2 separate regions of the Urocitellus parryii genome follow, and region 2 is linked to region 1. Evidence: chromatin contacts called from public Hi-C data. All regions are on one chromosome and are shown on one strand. Each heading gives the region's core, a stretch centred on a gene start, on an enhancer-like site or on the middle of the called end of the contact. The rest is flanking DNA. Distances are from core to core; before and after follow the strand shown. Region 1 holds the start of Smim15 (small integral membrane protein 15). Region 2 holds the start of Zswim6 (zinc finger SWIM-type containing 6).

Region 1 (5,027 bases), core at 252-2,751:
GTCCCTTTCTTTCTGTTTAATATTCCTGAGCCTTTTACCAAAGAGGCAAATACTGGGAGGCAGTACTTGAGAAAACTAAGTCCAAGATTAAAATAAAATACCCACACTTTGGCCTCTGAAGTGAAAGATAGTGAAATAATAAACTCTGACCCCATTCTGGATTCAGTACTTGGGCAAGTTTTAAGAACAATAAGTCGTACAAAGTTTCCTGCTACACAATCCAGTTACTGAATCTGCTTTTTCTGACCATTAGAGGTACAGGCTAGGTCCAAACCACTATCCAGGTTTTCCAAGAAGAATGAATAACAACTGCTGGTAATACAACATACAAACATTAACATATGTTCAAGGAACAGTATTTTAGATTGTTAGATTATCTGCCAAAAGCCTGTTCCTTAGTAAATAATAGTTACTGTTGTACCTAAACTAGTTATACATGTTGCAGCTTGCTCCTCAAAGAGAAAATTCTATCGTCTTTCAAGTATAAAAACCTGCTTTATTTGGCACACAACAGTGAAGAGGTCTTGCAACATTTGCCAGAGGTAGACAAACAGAGCAAGCAGTTCAGTGCAATCACAAAATTTGAGCGCCAACCAAACCAGAGCTAATCTTTCAGTTCCTGTAGATTAGAAGACAATATTAACTCACCCTTTCTGCTTGTTGACTTTTACATCCCTTTATTTGTGTACTGAAAGAACAAGTACCTCTGTGGGAACTCTATGCCCTGACAACTTAATTATTTATCAAGTTTACTTTGGGCAAATGTTGATCATTCTTTTGTTAAATGAGTTAGGCTCTTAAATTAAAAACAAACAGACAACAAAAAAACCCCTTTCCCACAGCATGGCAGCATTTCCCCTTAGTAACAAGGTTCAGTGGATTCATCCTACCCCAGCTGCTATTTCCCCTCCCGAACAGGAAGACTTAAATATTGTGCAATCATGAGAGGGGAACCAGGTGAGTGGTGAACCAGGCAGAACTATCCAGTCTTTCAAGGATCTTCGAGGGGCACTCGCCCTGACTTTGGGGCGGTGTGTGGGAACTACCTCCTTTCTTGACGCTTCCCTGCGGCCAAAGATATCACCACCAGGACCTCCACCAACGGTGCAGCTTCAGCAGGAGAGGGAGGTGTTTCCCGACTCACGTCGGGGGCACAGGCAGGCGAACCTATCAGTTTGGGGTCCGCTCCCGAGGCAGCCCCAAGCCTTCTCGCCCACCTTCCACTCCCGGGCAGGAGGCCCAGGTTTCTGGCCCCCGGGGAGCCCAGTGCCACCGCCCACACCGCACGGCCTCACCTGCCGCTCCCCGGAAATCTCCACGCTGCCCTGCCCCCGCCCCCCACGTCCTCTGAGTGGAGGTCCCGGGACCCACAGCAATGGCGCAGCCGGAAACTAGCCCCTCGACTTCCTCACGCCGGACTCGGAGCTGGGGCCGGCCTGTGGGCGGTACGCAAGAGACTCGACTTCCGCCTTCCTGCTTCCGGTCTGGCGGTGAGTTGGAAGTGGGAGTCCGCGCTTTTGGGGCGATGCAGAGAGGCTGATGGCGGCCTCTGTATTGGTGTCCGGGTGTCGGGCAGAGGTGGCCGCAGCGCAAGGTGTGGCGGGGCCGACCCGGGTTCCCCGAGTCCCTCTACTCTGCGAGCCCTGCCCGGCCTGAGGCGGGGTGAGGGCCTGAGCTCGCTGGGTCGAGGGGCAGGGGTAAACGTGGCTCCCACGGGCCCGTTGCGGGAAGGAAGGAAGAAAGGAAAAACGAGCAAAGGGAATCCTAAGGAAGGAGGGCAAGACAAAGGACTAAGTATGGCTGGCTGTCCAGAACCATCAGCTGCAGCTTCAGGTGCCAGGCAGGGCTGGCCGGGAGATGAGCCCCATCGATCTATTGGGCTGAAGAAGAGTAGTATCTGTTCCTTACAGTATGAGGCCTGGGCGTCTGGTATGATATTGAGGTGTACTAGAGATGTGCGGCCTGTGGACGACAACGCCTTTATGTAAACAGTAAAACTTTGCCATAAACCAGGTCCTTCGCCCTGGCTTTACTTTGAAAAGTTCTCTTGCTTATTCACTAAAACTTAAATTAATTAGTGCATTATTGGGCTGAAGAAGGATCGATTTTAGGAGAACCCGGTTCCAATTATGGGTGGCAACGTTTTGAAGTCGAGGGCTAGTGTATTTAATGTCATGTATCTTAAGTTGAAAATAGAGGCATGATTTTTGTTGAAAATGAGAAGAAACTGGAAAGATGGATTTGAAACCACTGACAATTTATTTTTGCGTGATGGTATTGGGGGTAATAATTAGCTTTGTTTATCTTTTCTGATTTTCCTAAAAAAGGACACGAATCGCAATAACAAGTTAAAAAAATACCTTTGAAGAGTAAGGCTAGGTGTTTTTTTGTAATGATGTACTTAATCCAATGAATAAATGAATGAATGGATGTCAACCTTTCTGGCATACAAGGTTCAAGTTCTAGGAATAGATATGGTGAAGAGAGCCAGCTTGTCTTACAAGTCAGTGAATATCATAAATAATTTTATTAAAATAAATAATTCAGTAAAATACTTGATTTCCAGTAATTAGGATTTCCCTACAGGGAATTATAACTGTGTAAACTCAGATTAGGGAAAAAATATTTAAAAGTTTGTAATTGACAGTTTTACATGTTATAGAATTTAGAAATTTTCCATGTGAAAACATTACAGTTATCCTGAAAGTTCTGACTTAAATGTTTTATCTCTTCTCTTCTACTTACCCATTTTATAGAATTTAACGCTCTCAGAAGTATACTGTGGAACCAAAGAAGGCAAAACCACCAAGGGTCATCTGAAATTGTGCTTGGCTCACTGATAATCCCCGGACAAAATCAGAGATCACTACTCAAGCATAAGGTAGATGATTTTTTTGAATCTTAGCAGACATTTTTAAGTATATTTACACCCATATCCTACCCAGGTATTTTAATTCTCCAGTTTGAATAGAGATTAGCACAAACATGAAAGGTACAAAAGCCTGTGGGCCAAAATAGAATTTGTCATTCAAGCTCACCCAATCCTTATTTGCCAGATGACTTCCCTTATCAACAGGAAAAAGGAACAAAATGGATGGCACTTTTTATGATAACTTTTTTCTTTTATTAAATTGTTTATTTCATTGAGTAGGGGTCTCCAAAGCTGAAAGGGCATAAAATAGCACACACTTTTTAGCTTATACCTTTTGGCATATGAATGTAGGTATCATCCTGGCTCCCTTGCCTTTTTCTATTCCATTTCAGGAAATAGCCATCTATCACTTTCCTTTCCATGGGAATGTGTTTCATGCTCTGGGGCTTGTCCTTTTTTAAACATAAAAATTTGATTTGTACTTTTGTTAATTACTTGGTAGTACTGAGGATACATTAAATTACAAACAGGATTCAGCTGTTTCCTGAAATGAGCATGTGAAACAGACTCTTGTAAAAAGTGTGCTGTTAAAGTTTATCTTGAATTTAGGAAGCATATGAGAACCTAGTAGTCCTTGTGACAGAGTTCAAATAATTTTTACTTTTGTTTCCTATAAATTTACATCTTTTAAGTGTTACTATTCTGGCTGCAGATAATGTCACATCCTGTAATACTAGCAACTGGGGACACTGAAGCAGGAGGATCACAAATAAAACGGGCTGGGATGTAGCTAAGTGGTAAAATACTCCAGGTTCAATATGTAGTCACCTTTTCCCTCCCAAAAGTTGCTATTCTGGTTGGCCTAGTTGAATTTTTTCCCCCTCTAACTGGAGCTATTAGTCCTTATTAAAAATAGTACTAATTTGTACTTTAAAAAAATTGAATGATAATGGAATTGTGAGTTAACTCTAACTTTTTTCAGAATTTTGATTCATCATACAGTCTTTTTCCTGTTGTCCATCCCCAGCTGACCCTCCAGTTTTCCTAAGACTGCTACAAAGATGTTTGACATAAAGGCTTGGGCTGAGTATATTGTGGAATGGGCTGCAAAAGACCCATATGGGTTCCTTACTACAGTTATTTTGGCCCTTACTCCACTGTTCCTAGCAAGTGCTGTACTGTCCTGGAAATTGGCCAAGATGATTGAAGCCAGGGAGAAGGAACAAAAGAAGAAACAAAAACGTCAAGAGAACATTGCAAAAGCTAAACGACTCAAAAAGGACTGAAGGAATGAATAGGCTCTGCAACCAGAGAAAAATCATTTGGAAAATTATGCAGCTTTGGAAGGACTCACTAAGGTTTCTTTGGATTTCATGATAGTATTATTTAGTAAATGAAATGTGATCATGTAGAAGAATCATGTTTTGACCTCCATACTGTAGTTTTAGGCTTGGGTACCGAAATTTGTTGGTATCTACTGGCAGTTATAAATAAGCATACATACAGGTTGAGCATCCCTAATCTGAAAATCTCAAACTCGGAATGCTCCAAAATCCAAAATTTTTTGTGCATAAACATGATGCCACAAGTGGAAAACTGCAGTCAAAACACAAATATGCTAAAAATATATAAAAATACCACATAAAATTACTTTCAGGCTATACGAAACAAATGAATTTTGTGTTTAAGGTTCTGTCCTCAACACATCTCATTATGTATATGCAAATATTTCAAAATCTGAAAAAAATCAAACAATTCTGGTCCCGGACATTTCAGATAAGGAATACCCAACTTGCAACACAAATTCTTCATAGGTGATTAAGTCATTTGCCATTTTGCAGCTTTTGTACTGAAATGATTATGGAGAAATGAGTTTAGATTGTGAACTTTATTCAAATAGTGGCTTAAAATGGGATCCTGTTCTGAACAAAGCATGTTAAGAATATAAGACAATTATCCTTTCTGAGGTGAAAAGTTTGTTCTTAAAGGAGATATAGTATATTAATCACATCTTTTTATCAATGTACTCATTTTTGGATTTCTCAAAGTAAAATAGTATTAATGAGTATACAAGTCTGTTTTCTTCATTTTTTTCTGATTTTAGCCTTTAAGAAAACTGGCAATTATCAAGACATTCTCATTTTTAAAACCTAAT
Region 2 (5,142 bases), core at 1,713-4,212, 140 kb before region 1:
GTACTTGTTTAGCATGTATGGGTTTCCAAAGTGGTGGTCAACTCTTGAAACTACCCTAGAAGCATCATAACACTTCACATCCAAGGACTGCCAATTCCATTCAGTGGCTTCCTTCCCCTTTGGGAACTATTCAAAAAGTTACTATTTTCTTTTACAACTACTCACCCAGGCCTCTTCCACTGATGAAAGCAGGCAAAGCCCACGCTGTGTGTCTGTCTCCTAGAGAAGATTGCATCTTTTATTTATCGCCCCTTGGCTTTATTTTCACAGTGAATTCCTGGCTTAAATGCAATCAGCCAAGAAACCCTCCCTATGTGCTCTCCTGTCATTCCTCATTGCTTGCAAGCAGAGTCAAGCACAGAGAAAGAAAAAAGAAAAAGAAAGAAAGAAAAACCTCAACGTTGCCAGCCAAGCCATAAAAATTTACACTCTAGTTTGTTATATACTGAGAAACTATAGATGTGTTTCAATCCATTTCAAACCAGCAGAAAAGAAAAATGGTATAACTTTGAAGAATGCTAATTAGATGTTAAAAAGGAGGAGGGAGGCAAAAAGGATGGATAGCCTCAAAAGCTAGCCCCTCTAAACAGAAGGAAAGGGTGCTGAGCATAGAAAAGGACAACACTGGGGGCTGCCTTTGGAAATAAATGACCATGCAGAAAATCACGTTTGCAGATTGCATTAGAATTCAAATTAACCAGACCGGATTAAAACAAATCTTAATTCTCTCTTGGGGCCACTATCCAGACCCACACCCCACTCCCCCAAAGGAAGCTGCTAAAAAGAACGGATTACAGAGAGAAAAGACTAAGTGAGAAACCAGAGATGCTTCCGAAAGCTATCCACATCTGTTTTGTATGGTGTTCACTACAATTTCAACATGGTAAAGAATTGGAAAAAATGCAATTTGTAATTAGGAGAAAATATGCAGAGGGAAGAGTTTCACTATAGCATTGTTCATTTTGATGCAGTTCAAACACTCCCATCGATATGGCTGGCAAGATATCTGGACAGAATGGGGGGGGGGACATTCCGGAGGTGGAAGGCCAGGGGACGCTTTTAAACTCGGTATTTGAGAAAACTCTCATGGTCTGTCAGAGAAAAGAGGGCTGTGCTGCTTTAAATCACAAGTCCTTCTCTTGCCTTTGTCAAATATCTTCTACTTTACAAGCCCTGAAAAGAAATAAAGAGACTCTTTTGTTTGGTTTCCCCTTTTCGGAGACTGACAGAAAATTGAAAAGGGCACAAATAAACCTACAAACGGGAACAAAGTGCCGGGTCGTGCCCAGCAGCCGCGCCAAGGGGACGCGGGAGCGGCCGCAGAGCCCGTTGCCTGCGCTCCTGCAGTCCGACTTCAAGTGGCAGTCCAGAGGTGCTCCTGGCGGCTCGCCGAAGCACCATGACCTGACCCCAGCGCGGACCAAGCTCAGGCGGCGAGGCTCCCGAGCCGCCCCACAGAAAAGGGAAGCGCGAGCGGCTCCCTCTGGGGCCCGCGCCCTTTAATTCGCGAGCGTCCTCGGAGACCCAGGTTCCTCTGTAGAGGGTCCAACCTGCCGCCGCCTCCCTACCTCGCTACTCGGGGACAGGGGAGGCTCGGGGAACGCAGGACACTCAAAGCGGGACGGTCGGCGGAGCTCGCCTGCGCCAGACGCAGCAGCGACCCCGGAGCGTCGCGGCTGCCCGCCCGTCGGAGCCCCGAGCGCAGCGGCCACCAAGCGGCGTTAATATGCATTCCCCTCCCCTCAAATCGCGGTGGGAAGGAGGAAGAAAAGGAAGAAAGAAGAGCGAACGAACGACAGACCAGAGGAGAGGGGGGAGAGTGCAGAGCGGCCCGGCCCCGGCTCGGCCGGGCCGGCATTGTCTGTGCGGCCCGCGCCCCCTCCCCCGCCCTGCACGGCCCCTCCACACACCGGAGCCCGAGCCCGACCGTCCGCCCGCGCCTTTGTCCATGTCCGCCCCGCAAGACGGGCGAGCAGCCCTCCAGGATGTACGCCCCGAGGAGGGCAGGGAGAACGCCAAGAGCCGGGGGGGGGGGGGCGCCTACACCCACCCCGCCGACCCTGCGGAGGGGCGCGTCCTGCTGATTCATTTCCACTCGCACTGGCCCGTCCGGGGAGACCAAGACGGGGGCGGGGACGGAGAGAGGAAATGGGCACTCGGTTCGCATGGACTGTCCGAGCCAGTGAGGACACGGGGCGGGGGTGCCAGCGCGCGCCGGGCTGCGGGGATGCCCGCGAAGGAGGAACGGGCGGCCTCCCAGAGGGACTGACGGACGGACAGACGGCCCGCAGCTGCCCCGTGACTCACCGACTTGCAGGACGTTGTCTACGCAGCCGTTCTCCAGCAACGCGATGCCCCTGCGGAAGGGCAGCCGCGTTTCGTCGCCGCCGTCCGCCGCCCCGGCGGCCCCCACCGACGGGGCCCCGGCCCCCGCGGCGGCGGCGGCGGCGGCGGCGGCGGCAGCGGCGGCGGCGGCGGCCGAGGTGGCGGCCGGCGAGGACGAGGAGCCGCCGCCGCCAGTGCCGCCGCCCGCGCCGCCGGGGCCGCCGCTGTCGTCGCCGGGGCCGCCCGCGGCGCCGCCACCGGTGTTGAAGGACGAGTACATGCAGATCTCCCGCTCGCTGCGGGGAAAGGACCAGTAGACTATGCGGCGTTGCACCGGCTCCGGGATGCGCTCGAAGCGCTCTTCCACGCGCTGGAACGGCCACTTCTCCGCCACCCTGCGCGCTGCGATGTCCAGCAGCGACTCGGGGCTCTGGGTCTTGCCCGGCGGCAGCAGCGCCGCGCCGCCCCCGCACGCCGCCGCAGCCGCTCCGCCCGCCCGCGGGCCCGGCCGACAGGCAGAGCTGTAGCCACTACCCGCACCGCCGCCGCCGCTACTGCCCCCGCCGCCGCCGCCGCCGCCGCCCGGCCGGCAGCAGAGCCGTTTTGCGGGAGGAGGCTGCTGTCCGCGCTCCGCCATGACCGCGCCGCTTCTAACCCGACAGCGGAAGTGCCGGGACCCTATAAACGGCACAAGGAAGCGCGACACGCAAACGCCGTGGCGACGCCACGCTGCCATGTAGGGCCCGCCGCTCCTTGTACGGGCACGAGAGGTGTGGCCTTCTCCGTGACGCAGAGGCTGAGGCGGAGCTCCGATAGGGAGAACCTCGGACTGGGGGCGGGGCCTATGCAAATCGCTGGACTGAAACATAAATAGAGCACTCAGCGGACACGGGGGCGGAGGGGGCGGCCGGGTTGGGTGCCCGGTGGGTTGTGAGAATGTCAGGCTGCCGTGACGCGGGGGGCGGGACTCAGGCGGGGTTCCCGCGGGAGGGGGCGGATCTCTGGGTCTGGCCCAAAGTGGGTGAGTCTCTGTGCCCCCTACCTACCCAACTTACCCCTCCAGTTTTTTACGTCTCTTTGAAGTCCGACAAGTGAGGAAGAGCCAGGTGGGTCGTAGCAGGGAGGGAGGGGAGCCAGGGGGTGTGCAGAGAGGAGTGTTCGGGGGCTAATGGGGGCGGGGCCCGCGGTCCTATGCCCCACCCCCCGTCAGCCTGCCCGCGGGGGGAAAAGCCTCTGGGCGGAGGAGGCGCTTTCAAAACAAAGAAATGCGGCACGGAGCCCGGGGGACGCGGGTGGAGAGGAAGGCGGAGGAGGCGCGGCCGAGGCAGCCTGGCTGCCCGCTTCCCTTCCAGCCAGTCCGGGGAACTACCCCCACCCCCAGCCGAGGCTGCAGCTTGGGGGAAGGGGGAGGAGGGCTGTGCACGGCGGTTGTTTCCACTTCACTTTTGTAGACCCGGGTGGGAAAAGAGAGCGCCCGCGTAGCTGCACCGCACCCAGCCCTGAGCCCCGCGTTCGCTCTGTCCCGGCGGCCGGTCTGGGAACCGAGCCGGCCGAGTTCCCGAAAAGGAGCAGAGCTCTTGGAACCTGCCCCGCAGCACCGCGACGCGCGTCCCGAGCTAGCCGCGGCTGCCTCTCCCTTTCACTTCCTCGATCCCTTCGGGCTAGGAGGCCGGAGACGGGTGGAGCCGGGGAGCTTGAGATGCCCGTAGCCGCGCCGCGGAGATCCGCTCCAGACCCTGGGTTCTGCAGGTCGGGTGGAGCGTCCACCGGGCAGTGGATTTAGCAAACACACCTTTGTGAGTACACACGCCACGGGGCGGGCGCAAACCCCACGGGCGCGCGCTCACACGGCCCAGCCGGCTGCAGACGGGTGGTGGACAGCGGCAGCGAGCGCGCTCGGTGCGCACTTGGGTCTGCGGCCAGGCTCGGACTCTGGAGTCCCGGGGCTCGGGACACGCACCGCTTTCCTTGCGACCCTGGTGGCGCCAGAAAGACCTGTTTTCCGGGGGCTAGGCAACGAGGGAGAGCTGGCGAACCAGGGAGCGCACGCTGGTCGCTGGTGTGAGGGCGCGGGCGGAGACAGAGGAGCGAGTCCAGGTCTGAACCAAGAACCCTGCGGACATTGTTCTTCGCACTCCACAGAGCTTGGTCAGGTCACGTCCAAGCGCAGACTTAATTACCACGTTAGACACCCTTATTCTGCCCCACCTACTGTTTTTACTGTAAACAGTGTTATAGATACTGTCCTATTGTTGAAGATAAATGGTATCTCCTTTGACACTTTCTCATCTTTTAAGGTTATCGACTGCTACCCACCGCCTGCCTTTTAGCCTGGATTTAAAAGAAAAGAGCTCGTCACGTTTTAAAGAAAACCGCCCACTCAGGGCCCAGGCGGTGGAGACCTTGAGCTCAAAGTCGGGCCTCCATGAGCCCCAGGCTCCTGCAGGTCACTGGGGACCAAACGCTGGCAGACTTTCCATAGCTGCTTACTTGTTAGGAAAATTTTGGTGACATTATGTTTTTGTATATCCGTCTAGTATTTTTCTGGGCATGTCCTCAATGCCAAGGAAAAGGCCTGGGCAGAAAACTGGAAGATCTTTATGGGTAGATGGAAGGTGAAATATCTTTCCTCCAGTTATTTCTTTTCTAAACCTCTTTAAAAATAAAAATAATTTTTTAAAAAATATATTTTAAGACAGGTGATTGAAGAAAATTGGTTGAAAGGCATAACAGAATTTGAGCTCCACTTTGCACTCGGAAACAGTAATGATCCGATTTAGGCTTGTGTAATGTGTAGATTATCGAGCATTTTCACAC

Evidence for each region. A called contact is a pair of places that touch in the nucleus more often than the background predicts.
Region 2: a Hi-C map of liver shows a contact between it and region 1, with 4 times the contacts expected there. The contact joins the promoter of Zswim6 here to the promoter of Smim15 in region 1. A contact is called at or near these places in 2 of 2 Hi-C or Micro-C datasets (liver and muscle).

The regions. Positions count from the first base shown.
Region 1 is chr1:48,100,788-48,105,814 of mUroPar1.hap1, reverse strand. Smim15 (small integral membrane protein 15) reads left to right here and starts at 1,501. Exons shown (of 3, transcript XM_077795805.1): 1 at 1,501-1,662; 2 at 2,757-2,881; 3 at 3,900-5,027. The coding sequence starts at 3,934. The coding sequence ends at 4,158.
Region 2 is chr1:48,240,373-48,245,514 of mUroPar1.hap1, reverse strand. Zswim6 (zinc finger SWIM-type containing 6) reads right to left here and starts at 2,962. Exons shown (of 14, transcript XM_026402559.2): 1 at 2,308-2,962. The coding sequence starts at 2,962.